2 separate regions of the Columba livia genome follow, and region 1 is linked to region 2. Evidence: chromatin contacts called from public Hi-C data. All regions are on one chromosome and are shown on one strand. Each heading gives the region's core, a stretch centred on a gene start, on an enhancer-like site or on the middle of the called end of the contact. The rest is flanking DNA. Distances are from core to core; before and after follow the strand shown.

What was found. A called contact is a pair of places that touch in the nucleus more often than the background predicts.
Region 1: a contact with region 2 is called in a Hi-C map of crop, with 5 times the contacts expected there. The contact joins two enhancer-like sites. A contact is called at or near these places in 2 of 2 Hi-C or Micro-C datasets (crop and liver).

Annotation. Positions count from the first base shown.
Region 1 is chr1:75,113,478-75,118,338 of bColLiv1.pat.W.v2, reverse strand. It overlaps LOC135578309 (a long non-coding RNA gene), which reads right to left. Exons shown (of 2, transcript XR_010469798.1): 2 at 1,571-4,070. Among named protein-coding and RNA genes, the nearest start is that of GAP43, 140 kb to the left of the region's middle. Within about 2 kb of position 1,343, at least 1 of the 3 cell types and tissues checked has an H3K27ac peak away from gene starts, as active enhancers do.
Region 2 is chr1:74,633,532-74,638,225 of bColLiv1.pat.W.v2, reverse strand. The region is part of intron 2 of ZBTB20 (zinc finger and BTB domain containing 20); the gene reads left to right. Among named protein-coding and RNA genes, the nearest start is that of ZBTB20, 13 kb to the left of the region's middle. Within about 2 kb of position 1,550, at least 1 of the 3 cell types and tissues checked has an H3K27ac peak away from gene starts, as active enhancers do.

The DNA of each region.
Region 1 (4,861 bases), core at 94-2,593, 480 kb before region 2:
CTGCCTGGTGGCAGTGGGCAGAGCTCTGCACTGTGGAGCAGTGGAATGAGGCTTAGGGCTGGCAAAATAAACTGTTCTCAAGAAGGAGTCACTCAAGTTCATTTTCAGACCTATTAGAAATCCCCTCAATTTTTTCAGTGCAAGTCAAAATTACCTGTGTAGATACAAAGATGGCTAATTCTACTGGCGCTAGCGTTTTCTGTGATGTGCTCTGCTTATCTGACCTGTCAGTGAACACTTCCTTCTTTCAGGGAAGGACAACCTAACAGTTTTTGGCTCTGCAGCCTCTTCCATGTAGGAAGAAGGGATATGTCCCTCTCCATCCTGTCTCTGAAGTAGATGGAAGTTCTTCGAAGGTGGATAATGACGCTTATGGGGTTTTAGGAGGATCCAGAGGGAATTGTAAAGTGTTTGCTAACCTTGAAATGGCTGATTAGCTTTAATCATTGGTAGCAACTCAGAAATTACAGCTGGTTCTCATGTTCATGCCCTGGAGCAACGCAGCAGTTGCCTGCAGTTAAAGGTAGCCAGTTGTTCCTTCTCGGTGCAAATGCCTTCAGCCACAGCTGAAGGGTGGGTGACCAGTTTGGTGGGCTGACAGGAAGACCAAGGTCAAAACAGCTGCACCGGGTGGGGTGGTGGTGCGAAGTGGGGACCTAAAAAGTTCTAGATCAAACAATAGATTGTTCACTTCCTTGTTACTCTCAGTGAAATATTGCTGCAAAGCTGGTTTTCTTCCTTGGTGAGCTCTCCCAAACTAGCCATTAGATCATCTTTCTGACTTGGGTTTCTGATACAACTACTGCTGTCTGGTATCAGTGTAAACTTCAAGACCTTTTTTTTCAGTGTCAAGAAATGCACCCAATTTGTTCTGCACAGGGTGAATCAACAATGTAGTGAGCAGGTTGTGTAAACTGCATTCGGATGAGGCTGATAGCTCTGCTCCTACAGTCACAGCAGAAGTATGTGCTGACTTAGCAACCAGCAGCTGATGAATTAATCTGATCCCTCCACTAGATGGGATGGCAGCACCATAATTTCTAAGCACTTATGGTTAAAATGTGAAGTTCCAGCACAGTCTGCTCAATACAGCTGGGTCCCATGCCAGATTTGACTAGCCAGGGGCTATGAAAGGCAAAAGTGCTTAGTTCCAGTTCCTCTTCATCAGAAAGGGCACAAAACAGGAAATGATTCAGTGCCCCAGAGACACGATACATAGCTGATCGCGGCTGACATCATCCAGCAAGCAGCCAACATGGTGGCCCCACGACCCTCCAGGTCATATCCTAATGTGAACACAAACGAGGGAACAAGCAGAGGCTGAGAGCTGTCACTTCAGCATTGTCACTAGATGCAGCAAATGCTGTTAGCTGTCCAGAGAAAGGAGATAGAAGCGTATGTTTGGAAGCAGTAAGAAAGTATTAAGGTTACAGATCTATAAAAATGTTAACTAAGTAAAATCTTACTCCATTATTGCTAGTACAGTAATGTTGTATGGCCCCAATTGCCCATCTCATTCATTATCCCAGAGTAATGATAGCAGATAGTATGAGTAATAATTCCACTCCTCTTGCTTTATGCTTTTAATTTTGTGTGTAGAAGTTAGGAGTGTTGTTATTACCACTTTCTCTCTGAGGAAAAAGAGACATAAAGAGAATAAATATGTTGCCCAAGCGCTCTCAGCAAGTATATAGTGCAAACGAAGCAGTACCTGCATGTCCTGATTCCCAGACTCTTGAACAATATTCTACGTTATCAGGGCCCTTCATCACCATTAACTTCATAGGAACCTGGACACAGTCCCTTTAGAAAACCTGTTGGATTTTTATCTTGACAGTGCAGCAGACTAGACATTGTGTCAACTCTAATCTTAAAGGTATACTTTTACTGAAATTAAATGTGAAAATACATAGAACCTTGAGTACACTAGGTCTTGTGTTATGTTTTTATGTTTGGGTTTATTGAATCTTTTTACTTTCAGTTTTCAGAATGCTGAACATTTTTGTCCTGACACCACCACTCAGAGAGGGTTCATTCTGTCAATCCAAACTGGACAGTTGAGTAGAAGGCAACAGGAGCTTATGGGATCTGGGAAGGTGTGATGAATAAGCAAGGATTCTAGTATGAGCATGAGTTGATTAGCAGTGAAACGACTATATGTTTTGTCATTTAATGCCTAGCATTATGTTCCAGAAGTAATGAACACTGGAGAGGAACTGAACACTTGTAATTTTCCCCAAGCTAGAGCCTCAGAGGCCACAGAAGCAGTCAGGCAGTACTGCATCAGGTATGTTCAGCTAATGTGTTCAGTGCTTCCTTAGTAACCCAAAGGACTTGCATTCTGAAGCAGTTTCATGGTAAAAGATGAATGCCATTCCCAGGAAATCAGGGATTAGCCTAGGCCCTTCATGTCATATTTACTTTGAGCTAAGGACCTCTCAACTTCATTGTGGTACAGCTTTATTTTTCATCATTTGTCCTTAGTGGTGCACACTGCAACAGCACTAACTGTTGCTCCTTTGAACAACAGTAGCACCTGAGTATAAATATCCTGAGAGCACTGTCACATATCAGATACTGTGGGCAAGGCAAAATCTCCATTGTTCTGCAGTTGCTTTTTGCCCTGTGGTGTAAATTCTACTGAAAAACACTGAGTTTCCTCAGCATGTAAAAAGAGATGTTCCCATTCTTTCCTGACAAAGCATATTAGAGGATCAGAAATGTAGGTCCAACTCTTCTGGACATCCCCTTGATATGCTGGCATCACTCAGTTCTCAGCAACAAACACAACTGAAAGGGCAGCTCCAGTGACTAGTATGTGCCTCTGCTATGCCTTGAAGAATTTTCTCACACTATTACTTTAGACTAGACTTGCTGTTGTTTTCCCACTGTCTTTCTCAGCAGGTTCACAGGTCACCTTTGTGTGCTTCTATCCTAGTTATTGCTTCTTGTGATGTGTGTGTATCATTCCTGCTTTTAGCAATTGTGGCTTTTATGTTTTGCTAGTGCTGGCACACTTCTAAGGGAACAGTTTTTTGCTCCCATTGCAGGCTTCCCCGAGATTAGTCAACATCCACCTTGCCTGTGGTGGTGGACCAGTTAAGACAGATGCTGGCCACCTTGCCTGTTGGTATTATTTGTCTAGTAGTGAAGTTCGGAAGCTGTATTCCACAATGAGGTCCTCGTTTAACAGACAATAACACACAGACAGTTCCCACCCACAGAGAGCTCACTGCCTAGGGTTATGGAAAAATATATCAAGCGGAGGTCAAAGAATAGTAAAGGGCAATAATGCAACACCGGCCACCGTGCTTTCCATGGGCCTCTTGCCTCAGGGGTAACAGTCAACCTTGTCTCCATAGGACCAGCTGTGTCTTAATACATACATACACTCATGCACATACACGCAAGCTGTGCGTAAATTAAACAGTCTTTAGAGTGCTAACAAATAGCAAATGCTAAATCCAAGCCAGATGTGACCCACTCCCTAGATACCAGCTAGTGGCTTCAGGCTGGAGTTCCGTGCTGCTGGAGGTGACTTGGAAAGCTGGCCTGATGGGCAGGCTCCAGCACTTAAAATCCAGTGGGTCTCTCTGAGTTCTCACCTTTCCTCCGGTTTAGCAGAATTCCTGGACCCAGGCTATCATCCAGCAGGGAGAGTGGTTGTTCTGATGTCCTTGTGCTTTGCTTAAACACTGTACTTCTTGGAAGAAAGCAGGTGAGGGGGAGTTTATGTCCATGGTGTGGATTAGGATATGTTCTCCTTGGATGTTTGCAAAACGAAAGTATGTAGACCTTCAGAGTCTGACAATCTAGAGGATCCCATTCCTATGCATTCTATTCTGTGTAGGCATCTTTTGGGGCCTTTGTAGATCCCAGTTTTCCTGCTAATGTTGGAACTGAGACTTGTATCCAGTCTAGCAGACAACTGAGATAATGCAGGGCTGAGCAGCTGGAACTCCTTGCAAGATGGAGCAGAAAGCCTGCTGCAAAGTATCCTGCTCCACAGCTTCAAAATGAATAGCGAACATGGAGAAAACATCAGTGGCCTTGGTGCTCAGAGTGAATGCCTGTGGGAAAAGAGCCATCAGAATGGATTTGTGGATTAGGAAATCTTTTGTGAACATATTCAAAGTTGTCCTTGAAGTGATATTTCTTGGATTTCAAAAGACTGCTGTTTCTGAATTTTTTCCCTTTTGATTAACTAGGAATTGCATCAGGATCCCCATTATTATTACTAAATAAAACTCTGTTTGAGTTTCAGTCCATAAAGTTTGATCAAATGTATTTTATTGTTGCTGTCTAAACATTTAACCTGGTTAATGTCTAACTTCAAGTATTTTTAATATTTGTACTTACTAAATTATTCGGGGAGAAGCTACTGATCGTAGGCCAAACGCTGATGTCATTTACACCAACAATTAGCCCAACATTGCTCAACTCTTGTCAGGTGCTGCCAGGGTTTAAGGTTGTGGTGTCCTCCCTAGTTTCTCCCAACAGATGGCAGTCTCTTGACTTGTCTTTTTCCCTCTCAGATTTTAGGTAAAAAGCAGCAGGGAAAACACCCTTATTGTATTTTTGCCTTAAACAAGAAAGATTTTTGTCCTTCTTGATTCCACCTTTGCTTGTCAGACTAATGGTGGTGGGGGAAAGAAGCCAATTCCCGAAGCCCAGAGGAATAGAGGAGTGGATTTCACATTAATACATGAAATAACAGGGATGACTTCACAGTCAATATGTCACAAAATAGCTGTCAGAGAAGTCTGAGTCAAATGTAATGTGAAATGTTCACAGAAAAAGGAAGCAAGCCCAGCCGATCTCCTCCACTATGGCATGTTTTGGGGCACAGCTGCCTCTTGCA
Region 2 (4,694 bases), core at 301-2,800:
ACAAGGCTAAAATAACATGAGATCTCATCTTATGTATCTACTACTCAGGAACTGGAATACAAAGAGAATTCAAGATTTCTGGTTAATCTGTCATCACAAATAGCTCCTTGAAGAATTAACTGTGCCTGTGAAAAAAAGGATAAACAAATCCTAGAACCCCCTACTCATCCCCGCTTTGTTGTGTTAAACACTGAAAGAAACTCTGCCCGGCTGGGATGCGCAATATATACTCTGTATCAATCCGTGACATGTGGTGAAATGCTGCTTCTTGAAAGCTCACAAGAGAGAAGTAGTATAAATTAAGCGTAATCTCACAACAGCTATTTTTGAGTTCTTAACCAGTGAAAATGTAAGTGTAGCAATATTGTGCATCTATTAAAACTCTTGAAAGGCTCTTTATAAGTAGATGATAGGAATGATAACATATAATTTATTGATGTTACACAGATAGAGGAAAAAAAACACAAAGTAGCAATCTTTGCGTAGAAAAGGGGTATGATAGAGGAAATAAAAACAGAGCAAACGACTTGTCTCCACAGCTTCATGCCTGTGTGTGCAACCATATCAACTTTAGCAAAAATACCTTGTGCTTTGTTCCTGTGCAGGATTTCAAAACAGGGTATATTCCCTGTATTCAAAAGGAAAACTCCCAGATGCTATCTTTAATGTTTTTGGCTGAGCAGAGGGGTAGAATGTGCCTGGAGGCAGACCTGAGTAATAACTCTTATGCACTGTATTAGTATCACCTGTTGGTGTCTTATGCTTGTGTACACATGTAATTCCTGGACCTTTTCCATGTGGAGGAAAAAAAAAAGGCATTGGAACTGTCAACGTACATTTAATGCTACAGAACCATCTGATGATATCAAGCCACCCATGAATGCAGCGTTCTTGTTTATTGCCTTCATTTATTAGTTTAAAATGTTCTGCTGCTCTACATTTATTTTCCTATCAAAACTAAGTAGGTGATTTTGGAAATAAGTCTGCTTCCAGGGATTGCAGAGGTCTCTCTGAGGACAGAAATTTTCCCTGTGGCCTTCATCATCATTGACATAAGCATGTGCTTTTTCCTACTGATATTTAAGTCTGAATTATAAGCAGGCCTGAACACTCATCCCATAAATGCGATATAAAGAAGCCACAGTCTAAAACTGTATGAACATCTGTCTCACGATATCTCTAAGTTTAAATATTCACCAAAGCAGCCAGTTGTACTAGTTAACAATTACCCTTTCACTAATAAATTAAAAAAATAAATAAACTGAATAAAATCTAGCATTTTCATGTGATAGCTTTCCTCTACTCAAGGCTGATATGCAGCCACTGGAAGAGATAAAAGAATCCTTTTCCCAACCCTGAGGACTGGCATTTACTGCTTTTTGTCTGTTCCTTGTTTCTCTTATCAACTAGTAGTTCTGTGACCAGAGCAAAATCTCCCACACTGAAAGGCCTTTCTCTGGAAACATGGAGGGTATAAGGGGTGCTCTTCCACAGGCAGCAGCTCTTCCACCAAAGGCAGTCATTTCTGACTGCACTGTTTTCCTAACAGACTGCTGCAAACACTCCCTGTAGAGGATTCTAGCTTGAATAGATACCTTCTAAACAGGTAATTATCTTAAGAGGTTTTAATCTATATTTTACTTTTAACCAAAGCCCACAGGCTTTCAGGCATACTGTATTTAACCACACTCAAACTGATAAGCTTTTCCTCCTTGTCTTTCTGCTTGGGGGAAAAAAAAATAAAACCCACAACAATACAGGCAAAACAAGAAAGAGTTGGTGGAATAGCAATTGTCTCTTTTGGAAGCTTGTTTTAATATATTTGCACCTATTACCCTTCTAAGTAATTCTTCCTCTAACCCCAGCCCCTTCTCCTCCCCAAACAGTGCTTCTGAGAGAGGATATAAGTGTATGCAGTCCACCACAGCAAGATAACCAAAAGCAATCCCGGTTCACTTTCCTTACAGGTATTCACTCTGAAATACACTACTAGGATTTAAGCAAAAGCCCTTAAAGGCAGGTGGAGGTATTCTTAGTGAATACAGTAAGCTTATAATCAGGACCATAGAACAGCAAAATCAATCACCTTGGTTTCCTACATTTCCCAAAAAGTTTATTCTATTTTTTCCCACAAAGCGCCCCCCTATTCTTTGTCTGAGTGGGGAGTGCTCACACCATAACTTCATGGGCATCGCTGGCCCCGCTCACCTCTTCCCTGTTCTGTGGCTCTCTTGCTGCAGGGCGACTAGTGCAGCCTGCCCTCTGGGTAACAGCACCTGGCACTGTGAAGAAAAAAGGAGCAATAGATGCGCCTAGATTTTTAAAGAGCCAAACTGCCTTAAACTTATAGGTAATTGAAACAGTTGGGCCTTGCTGGGGCTTGGCAAGATCGTGTGTGAGCTCTGTAGGAACAAGCAAGCCCGGTTGAAATGGTGTTCATGTAGAACGTGAAAATGTTCCCTACTGAACAGGGATGAGCACAGCCTCGTTCCTCTTCCTAGGAAATGGTGCCATCATGTGGCGATTTTGTTTTCTCTGTTTCCCATTACAAGAGGGCACTTGTACCAACCGTTTTCTCTCTTCACATTTTGAAAAACAGCATTAAATGCTGTTTGGTGATTTCATCTTTTGCTGACATAAATAGGTTACCGTTGGCCGGGGCAAAGGAATTAGCACCCCTGTAATACGGCCAGCCTGTTGAAATCCCCGTTAACGCAGCTGTGATGACAGCTTCGGTGGTTCTCCTGTTAATGTAGTATATGTTGCTTGGAGGTGTTGTAGATGGCTACAGGTATCATTGATGTAATCCCTGTCTATGCTAGGAGGATATGATGGAATGGCTGTAGCAGCAGGGGGCTGCAAACAAGGATGGAGGGAGGAACTGAGAGAAAAAGAGTGTGTGTATATGTGTGCTGGTGTTTACAGTGGATGTATATTGGACTAGCCCCCAAACATGTGCTTGGGAATAAAAATGGCTTTTGAGTATACTGTAAAGTATCTTTGGAGTTCCTAAAATAGCAAGAACACAAACTGGAGTGAAAGTGGAAAAAGTAAATACCCTGGCTAAAAATGGAATATTTCATTAATTTAAAAATATCTGAATGTGCTGTAACACTTTGAAACGTGTGGTCACCAAATTGCTGTGAATTGGAGCTAGATTTTACCTGGTGTTTTACAGTTGTAAGTACGATATTTATCATGAAGAGGTATAAAGGAATCAGGGCACTAGAGCAGCGTGAGAGGAAAACTTTGTTTTTGTAAGCCTGGAGAACAAAATCTGAAGAGACGTATAGAGTTAATTCTTGATCTTTCTGTAGTGCTCTTTATCAAAATAATGCAGAAAAATTTCTTAAGACTAAGACAGGCAGCCCTTCTGGAGAATTGGGTGTGTGATGCTGTCCCCGTTCTACGTATGAAGCAAACAGGTACAGTCGTTGCCACCTTGCAGACTGTAGAGCCAACAGGATTAGTGCTGACCAACTCCTCCTGCAGACTTTCAGGCAAAGCATAGGAAGGTGATTCAGTGCCCATTCCCCAAGCATGTGAGCTGAAATAGAGGCTTTTATGTTTGCCATTGGGGATTTATGCCTACTGGGTGTAGAATCAATTTTATGTACAGAACACCTTATGGTTTAGTCTTCAGTTTTATGTAAAATGAGTATCTCATCATTAGGTAGACGCTAAAAAGGACAGGGCAATTAGCTGAATAAATCGTCCAAAGGAAATTTGCTGAACATTCTCTAGTCTGCAGAAAATGCCTATCTCCTGAACAAAGTCTAAGCAAACTCTTTCATATTAGAGCTTGCTCCTTGGAGATTAAGGTTGTGTTTGTGTGTGCATGCTTTTTGTCTTTCAAATAAAAGTAGTTATTAGACTATGAAATTTAGAGAAGTTTGACAGCTTTCAGAACACAGTGATTCTTCCTTCCATAAGGGTATATTACTGACACATTAATAGATGTTATGCTGGTAAAAATACAGTACTTCCTGTTAAATGTAGACTGCTACATATTTTGATTCTAACAACAATCTGGTAAGGTTAGGGCAATTCGTGTAGTGTCATCTGGTGTTTGTTTTGGATAGATATTATAGAAGGAGATACTGATTTTCAAGATGTTCAAGCAGATGATTGGGTGAAAACTCCAGCAAACCTTTAAAGCAACAGAAAGCAAGGGCTGCTCCTGGTCAGATCTCCTGCTGAGGATACAAATGTTCTTCTGTGTTCCTGAAACTCCATACAAGCTTTTCCACTTGCAGGCCCTTGTTCAGAATGAGGCCAAATATTCAGGAGAATCAGTCAGAGCAGGATTGGCTAATTCAGCCTCTCTGGTGTCATTGAGATGTACTGAGACGTCAGCCCCTACCAGGTTTTCAGGATTTGTATTCAAGTCACTTCCTTGAGTTGAAAAAATGTTGCTCCACTAAATTTGGTCCCAGAGAGTTGGAACCTGATGCAGGACTAATTTTGTGTGTGGAAACATTAGATACGAATTTTTGCTCTCTTAATCCAGTTTTATTTTAGAGTAACTAACTTGAGAATAACAGAAAATAAAACTTCATCACTGGGGATAAATCAGGTCATTGAAGCTGAAGAAAGCACCCATGGTTACAGTGCTAAGTTTGGAACAGGAGACACTAATGTATGGAAAAGAGAAAACTTCCCATGGAAATTAAAGGGATATAGTAGCTTTCACA